Regions from separate parts of the Rattus norvegicus genome. Here region 1 is linked to region 2. The links are chromatin contacts, called in public Hi-C maps. All regions are on one chromosome and are shown on one strand. The core of a region is the stretch at or near the end of the contact, and the rest is flanking DNA. Distances in the headings are between cores, read along the strand shown. Region 1 holds the start of Nav3 (neuron navigator 3). Region 2 overlaps Nav3 (neuron navigator 3).

Region 1 (3,956 bases), core at 217-2,716, 86 kb before region 2:
AAGTGTGAAGGTGAAACAACCAGACACACAAGTTGAAAATTCCAACAGCCTCAAGCAAAAAGAGGAGATTCAGAAAAAGTAGTGAATTTTAACATAGGCGTAGAGGTCGCTACAAAAGTAAGAAATTCCTGATTGGTTAGGGAAGTCATTCTTAGACTTAAGGAACTGAGGATAATCTGAGTTCTAAAGGCTCCTGATTCCAGGCTCTTTTGTCTCAGAGCAAAGGGTTATTATTAGATATGGAAATAGAGGTGGATTTTAAAGAAAGAATTTCAAGATAAGAGTGGTCTAGTGAGCTGAGGGAGTAACCCTCGTGGAGGAGGACATTTACAGATGTCCACCTCTCCAATCCAAACTTGCTTTTGTCCCACACGCCCCAGGTAAAGAAGCTTATTGAGTCTGCTGCAAAAATGACTTCTTTCATTTACTGTGGATAGTTTTGCCCCTACTCTCTCTTCTGCACATTAAAGCACCGAGAGTGAGTGCATGCATTCCACGCGATTCCAGAGATTGCTTGCACTAATGCCTGACGTGCTGAGCTCCCTAACTGTTGCATGGGACATTGCTGTCCTGGGAATGAGAATAGCATCATCACATTTAGAAATCAGCATGCATCTAATGCCTGGCTTCCTGTGTTTACAGCAGTTTGTAACATAAGCAGGCAAGGTCTGCTGAAGGCTTCAGTTGCTTTAGCTGGCTGTCCTGTTACTCCAGTTTAGCCTGATTTCATGGGATGAAGCAGAATGAACACCGTGGCTCCTGGCTGTCAAGAGTGAAAAATAGCTGGAAATTAGACAAACAGCTTCATTGCTGAAATTGTTTCCGGGCTAAAAGTTCTTCCAACAGCTGTTTGTTTTGGACAGTGACCTGCTTTTTTTTTTTTTTTTCCTTTAGAAAGAAAATGCAGGCCGGTTATTTCTGAAGTCAGGAAGAACCCTTAGCTATCCACTATTGTGGTCTTTTGGCTTCTTTGACAACTAGGCTGAAACTAGACTGAAGGGATTTTCCTTTGTTCCCTCCTCCCCTCACCCTGACCTCTCTCCTTTCAAAGATCAGGGTTTCAAAACCCAGGCTGCTGCTGCTGTAGTGAGGAGAAAACAAAAGGAGGAGCTCTATAATCCTACAAAAATGGCTTTGTAAGAATTTATTTTGCAAACACTAACTTACTGAACAGGAGGGAGAGAGAGAGGAGGGAGAGAGAGAGAGAGAGAGAGAGAGAGAGAGAGAGAGAGAGAGAGAGAGAGAGGCACAGAGGAGAGACAGAGAGAGGCAGAGAGAGACAGAGAGAGAAGAGAATGTGAGAATCTGAACTAGCAAGACAGATTCTCAGAAGAGAAAAAAATTTGTCTCTTCCTAAAGTTAGTTTGAAAGTTATTGTCTATCTGATTTTCTTTCTCTCTTTTCTTTCTTTCTCTCTTTCTTTCTCTCTCTCTCTCTCTCTCTCTCTCTCTCTCTCTCTCTCTTTCTTTCTTTCTTCCTCTCTTTCTCTTAAATCCAGATGACTGCTAGTTTTGCTTAAAGTTTTTTTTTTTTCTTCTGGAAATACTAAAGCTGGAGTCTACCAGACTGAGGTTAGGAGCATTTTCTTTGGCAACACAAAGATACTTTTATAGAAGCCATGCCTGTCCTTGGGGTTGCCTCAAAACTGAGACAGCCAGCTGTTGGGCCAAAGCCTGTTCACGCTGCTCTTCCGATACCGAATCTTGGCATCAGTGTGTCACAGCGCTGTTCTTCAAGACCTTTGGAATTTGCTACACCGGAGCGCTCAATTCTTTCTTGCCAGCTCACATTAAAATCAACCTGTGAGTTTGGAGAGAAGAAAGCCCTGCAGGGAACAGCCAAGGACATCGAAGACAGCAAGGTTAGTAGCTGAAGGTCACTGCAGACTTAAAAAAGAAGAGAAACTTCTCTTCAGTTGTACAAGGAACTTTGAGAGATGGTGACTCTTGGAGAAACTCTGGTATAAGTAGGGTACAGATGTGAGACTGAGCATGGAATTTGCAAACGTTATTTTAATGTGTAGTTGCAAAAGTCATGAACAGAATTTTGAATATCTGTATAGGATAGCCAGTATTCTCAATATCTGGATAGCCAGCATTCTTATTAATGAAATGAGTAATTACTTATTAATATAGTTATTCCTAGGTACTGCTCTCTTAGTGACATTCACAGGTATAAGAAAACAGGAGCCTACTCTCATACACATTTCCTGTAAAAGGAAATCTCTATAAAGTCCCATGTGGATGCTGTCACTTTTCTCCAAATGTCATCCGTGTGGTTTGAATGTTTGAATGTTAGCTGTTTGATTTATTGTAATGTGAAGAAAAAACAATGAAATATTCTCCTTCTTACAACACATTTATCAGGATTTCTGTTTGCAAATTGAAACCCTGCTGTTTTTCTTATTGCTGACATTTTTTTTCAACTATATAATTTCTGGTATTTCATGAGCTCTTGGGTGCTGAGCCTTCCTCAAATGCTTGCTCCAGAGGCAGTATGCTAGCACAGCCTTGCAGCTGAAGCCCTTTGCTAGAGATGGATCTACACCAGTGGTTCTCAGCCTTTGGGTGGCGACCCCTTTTGGAAATTGAATGACCCTTTCACGTGGTTCACGTACAGATAGGTTGCTTATTGGATATTTATATTATAATTTACAAGAGTAGCAAAATTAAAGTTATAAAGTAGCAACAAAGAGGATTTTATGGTTTTGGGTCAATACAGCATGAGGCATTGTCTTAAGGGGTTGCAGCTTTAGGAAGGTTGAGAAGCACTACTCTAAGCTGTCCTAAGTATCACTTGCAGTGTAGCGTTAAACAATGCATCAAGCTTTCTAAGTCTCTCCAAGTTCACCATCTCATCTCTGATGTACTAGGAGACAGCAGCATCTGTTTTCTGCCCACATACAAATATAGGCTAAAAAAGTAACCAAAGTGTGCTTTATATTGACAAACTAAGGATTTAACTGCAAAAGAAAGCCAATCATTTTATCTAACATATTGAGATAAAATTAGACATGCTATCTATTTGAATTATCTTCTTCTGTTCGAGTTTTTAAACTTGGCCAAGATTTCTCCATAAAATCTTAAGAGTTCACCTATTTTACTTTAGATAGATTTTTTTTGTTTGTTTTTTTTTTGGTCTGTAGAAATAGATAGAGTCTATGTTTGTCATTCCATGCTTAATTATATACATGCTATATAATATTACTATTCCAGCTAGTGAAATAAAATCTAGATGAGATAGATAGATGGTAGATAGACAGATGATAGACAGATGATATATTAATAAGTAGATATATATTGTTGATACCTAGATAGATAGATAGATAGATAGATAGATAGATAGATAGATAGATAGATGATACATAAATGTATAGATAGGTAGAATTTTCCCTGTGGAACATGATTGTTACCTTGTATGTTTGCTCAAACTTTTATTTTGCTAAATGGCCTTAACATAAGACTTTTTTTCCAGTAGAATTTGAGTAAATCATTTTGGTCTACACATCTTAATCAAGCATTTAATATTTCTTTTTCTTGTTCTTTTGTTTTATGTACATTGGTGTTCTGCCTCCGTGTATGTCTGTGTGAGGGTGTCAGATCCTCTGCATCTGTGATTACAGAGTTGTAAACTGCCATGTTGGTGCTGGGAATCAAACCCAGGTCCCCTGACAGAAAAGCCAGTGCTCCTAACCACTGACCCATCTCTCCAATCCTAGCATCTGATATCTCAATTAGAGTCCATGGCATGAAAAGTTATAGGAATAATTGTGCTCAGGGGAGTAATTTTACCATGCCTATTATCAGATTTAAGACTGAAAATTTCAAACAAATATGGAGCATGGTTCGGCAGCATATTAAAGTATTTCCATGTGTTATAGAGAAATACATCTAAAATATTTTGATTTAAAGAGCAAGGGAAAATAGCAGAAATGATCAAGGTAGATATATTAAGCA
Region 2 (4,010 bases), core at 1,003-3,502:
GCTGCTAACTTCCCAAACAGCACTCTTTGATTAGATAAAAGAGACTCACTGGTCTAAGTGGGATCTACGGGTGACTGACACATGAGGAATAAATGTTTGGCTTCAGTGGCATGGCCTTATGACATAAGAGCAGGTGTGGCAATGTCATTCAAGCTCTCCCTGAGTCTCTTTGCCACTGAACTTGAAGTACAAGTTTCTGCTCGTTCGAACCTGTTCTTTAGTTCAGCATGGAGTTACAACTACCTATTCTTCTAGAAGATGCCAGACCCTGTGTCTTTGGATAATTTTAGGATTCTGTATTTTCCCTCATTGAAGGGAGAACGGATAGGCCCTTTCTGAGGCCAATTCTTCAAAACAATTTAATTAATGTCATGGGGGCGTCTAAGAGCATCCTGGTCCTTGTTAATCCCTGATTTCAACTTCTCTACCTCAGGAATATTCTGCTTCATTGGCAGTTAGTTTACCTGAGTTTGGCAGTTTGGGCATGCACGGGCTTTTCTACTCACTCTTCTATCCTTGCAATAGAAGCTTCACTATTTGTGAGTGGAATGCTAGCCCTGTTCCCACTACCGCTCATTATTGATGATTAGTGTCTTGGCCAGCACCCTCAACCTAAAACTCTTAATACCCATTCTTTTCTCCATGGGGATAGCAGACGAGGAGTCTCCTGTTTACACTTTGAACGCAGAATCATACCGACCTTCTTCTGGGAATCCAAACAATGGGTGACACTGGTTTTTGTTTGTTTTACTCGTTTTACTAATTTTCTTTCATATCGGTGAGCCAGCATTTTGAAGTCAGTTTTGAGTGCATAAGAATTATGCTACACTGAAGTGTGTATGGTGACATGGACATGTATAGGTTCACGTTTGCGTGCACATGTATGTATGTGCATGTAGAAGCCACAGATAGATGTCAACTGTCTTCCTATGTCACTATCTTCCTTTGTCACTATCGTTCTCCTAGTTTTGTAAAAGGGTACCTTCAATAAACCTGGAGTTCACTGGCAAAGCTATACTCACATAGCTACGCTGGCTGACCCGTGAGACCCCAGAATCCTTTTCTCCCTGATCTTCCTGTCCTGGATTACAGAAACGTCCTGTGTCATGACTTTCTTTTACTTATGTGTTGGCAACACAAACGTAGGTCCTCAAGCTTGCACAGCAAGCATCGTCCGCACAGAGCTGTCTCTCCTGGGCAACACAATCAATTATAAAGACACATTAGAGGCCTGTACCTGACATATATTTTTCTTTGGCCATATCAAGTAATATGTCAAATAAGAACAGAGAACAGTTTCAGCGTAATGGTAGCGCGTAAAGATAAAACATTTTAGGTTTGCTAAGAAGATAATGAAAACCCAACCAAGCCATTTTAGTATTTACGTGTGCAATGGTTTAAAATAATTCCGGACTGCTTTGAAACAACAACTTGAAAGTGGCCTGCGACTGTAGAATAGATATTAAAATGTAATTCATAGATACCACATTCCATTTGATTGTAATAGCGAGGCTTCGTCTTGCGTGATGGACTTTGCTTTTGCAGATGTTTCCCATTACAGCTAATCCTCCCTGGGAGATAGGCAGGGAAGATAAGCATATGATCCCCACATTTGTGAGAAGGAAAATCCAGCTCTCTAGTAAGTGGTGGGGCCGGGAGAGGAGCCCAGTGCTTCTGACTCCAGGCTCCAATCTTTCCACATCTGAAAACCTTCAGTAATTTAACGTTATTGGGGCGGGGGAAGTGGGTAGGCTGAGTGGGAAGGTTAAGAGATGGGGGAAATGCACATCAGTTTAGGTCAGCTTCCCTGTCTCGGGAGAATATTTGCTGCTTGTAGTTTCCATTCCTGCTAAAATGTCTTAGCCTGTGTTGCACGTAGATCGTCATAAGTCGCTTCAGTGACTGGGGAAAAAGTTCATAAAGGAAGATAGTTTTTAAAATAGTTTGGGGACTTGAACCTTTCTGTGTCTAAATTCAGCATGACATAGGATGATGATAAGCCTGTCAGCTTTTCGTTTGTTTGTTTTCCACTTCATGAGATCGTTTTCTTAACTCTTTTGTTAGGGATTCATGTGATATCCTCAGCAATCTGGCAATTATGGTCCATTTAAAATGAAAAATTTTTAAGATGAGATTTGGAGGCTGTTAAGGTGGCCATTAATATGATGACTTTGAAGTCCCGCTGCTCTGTTGTGCTCCTGTGGTTCTTTCATTATGACAGTTGTTTGCCTTCGCAGTGTGACAAAGCCCTCATCTACTGTTGCGATTGTCTTGCAGGCGTGTTCCCCTAGTGCCACCTAGTGGTTCTCTCCAGCTATAGCATGTAGTGAAAGAGAAAAAGGTAGCTGATACATTGATTTTTTTTTTTAAAAATGTATTTGTCAAGGTGACCTTAACAGAGAGAGGTCAGAAGTCACCATGTGTAATGTAATGTTTATATGTATGCATACATATATGTTATATGTATATATGCATATAAACTTCTTCCAAATAGTTTTTGGGCTTTTTTGTAGGTATATTTGTTTGTTTATACAGAACTCATAGATCAAGAAATAATTGAAAATTTCAAGAAAACCTGTGCCTTAATGTCTCTTTTACCCTGAAATGTTCACCATTACTTGCTATCAGCACAAAATGGACTGGGCTGCTGAGGTCTGAGTTCCCTTACTTTTGCTGTGGGTTTATAACACAACAGGCAGGACGTTCTCAACTTGTAACTTTAGCGATTTAAGACTAAGCAAATGAAAAGTGTGGTCTTCTCTCGTGCCAACGGATAATAAATGAAGACCTAAAAGAAGGAAGGAAGGAAGAGCTAGAAAGAAAAGGGAAGAATGTTATTTCTCTCTTGAGAAAATTTACCAATTTTATCTCTAATAATGAGAAGGGCTTAAAACACAGGGATGAATGTTTTGCAACAACATTTGTTGTTGGCTTGTGTTTTCTTGGACATACAAGAAGTATGGTATGTTATTGTGTAGTCTATGAATACAGAAACAAATGTGCCTTCTGTGTTGAGAGGTCCTTAAGTTTTTACAATCTAATTATTTTTAATAATATCTGTGCAAGTATTTAAACAGCAGCCTACTTTAGAAGCCTGTGGAGGCCTCAGGATAGTTTCCTGGCCCCACCATCCACAGCCTGTGAAACAGTAGAACTGGGTCTGTCCAGACAATGTACATCCATGAACGTTCATGCATGGACACTGAGGAGGTTGCTCAGTAGGTAAGAGCACCCAGAGAACCCTGGCTCAATTCCCAGTGCCCTCATGTGTCACACTACTGTCTGAAACTCCAGGTCCAAAGGATCTGACACCCTCATACAAATATAAATGCAGGAAAAACATCAGTGCACATAAAAGTAAATAAATAGTTTCTTCAAGGTTCATACATGTTCTTAGGTGATGGTCTTGGCTCTGAAGAACCCCTGACCTGTGCTAAAGAGTTCTGTTGATCAGATTATCACTAATTGTCAGACCAGAGGCCAAAAATTCTGAGTCAGCCGCCTCCATCCTTTTGAAACTGTGTTTCATCCACGAGACCTTCTTACACATATTTTCTAGCATGTCATTTGTCCCCTGCAGTGTTTTGCCAACTTTACCTTTAATTTAGCTCTGCTATTTGTGTCTATGTCTGAACCAAGAACCAAAATGATTTGTTTTATTTATTTTTTTAAATTTAAATTTTAAATTCTACCTTTTTCCTCTTACCTTCCATTCCAACCTCAGCTCCCCATCCTCTGCTCCACTCCTCCCCGTCTTCTCCCTGTTTCCTCTCGCCCCAGATTCACTTCCGCTCTATTTCCCGAGAGAGAGAGAGAGAGAGAGAGAGAGAGAGAGAGAGAGAGAGAGAGAGAACAGGCCTCTTAGGGATATCAATAGAACACGGTCAACAAATTACAATGATATTAGACACAAACCTTTATATCAAGACTGGACAGGGCAGCCCATAAAGAAGGAAAGGCTCCAATGTGCAGGCAAAGGAGTCAGAGACACCACCCGCTCCCAGTGGTAA

Evidence for each region. Hi-C and Micro-C count contacts between places; a contact is called where the count stands out from the background.
Region 1: a contact with region 2 is called in a Hi-C map of liver, with 2.1 times the contacts expected there. The contact joins the promoter of Nav3 here to the enhancer-like site in region 2. A contact is called at or near these places in 3 of 12 Hi-C or Micro-C datasets (frontal cortex, liver and psoas muscle).

The regions. Positions count from the first base shown.
Region 1 is chr7:47,276,135-47,280,090 of GRCr8, reverse strand. Nav3 (neuron navigator 3) reads left to right here and starts at 1,466. Exons shown (of 38, transcript NM_001191782.1): 1 at 1,466-1,861. The coding sequence starts at 1,619.
Region 2 is chr7:47,190,828-47,194,837 of GRCr8, reverse strand. The region is part of intron 1 of Nav3 (neuron navigator 3); the gene reads left to right. Among named protein-coding and RNA genes, the nearest start is that of Nav3, 86 kb to the left of the region's middle. Within about 2 kb of position 2,252, at least 8 of the 93 cell types and tissues checked have an H3K27ac peak or open chromatin away from gene starts, as enhancers often do. A contact at or near this core is called in liver, where this site is marked.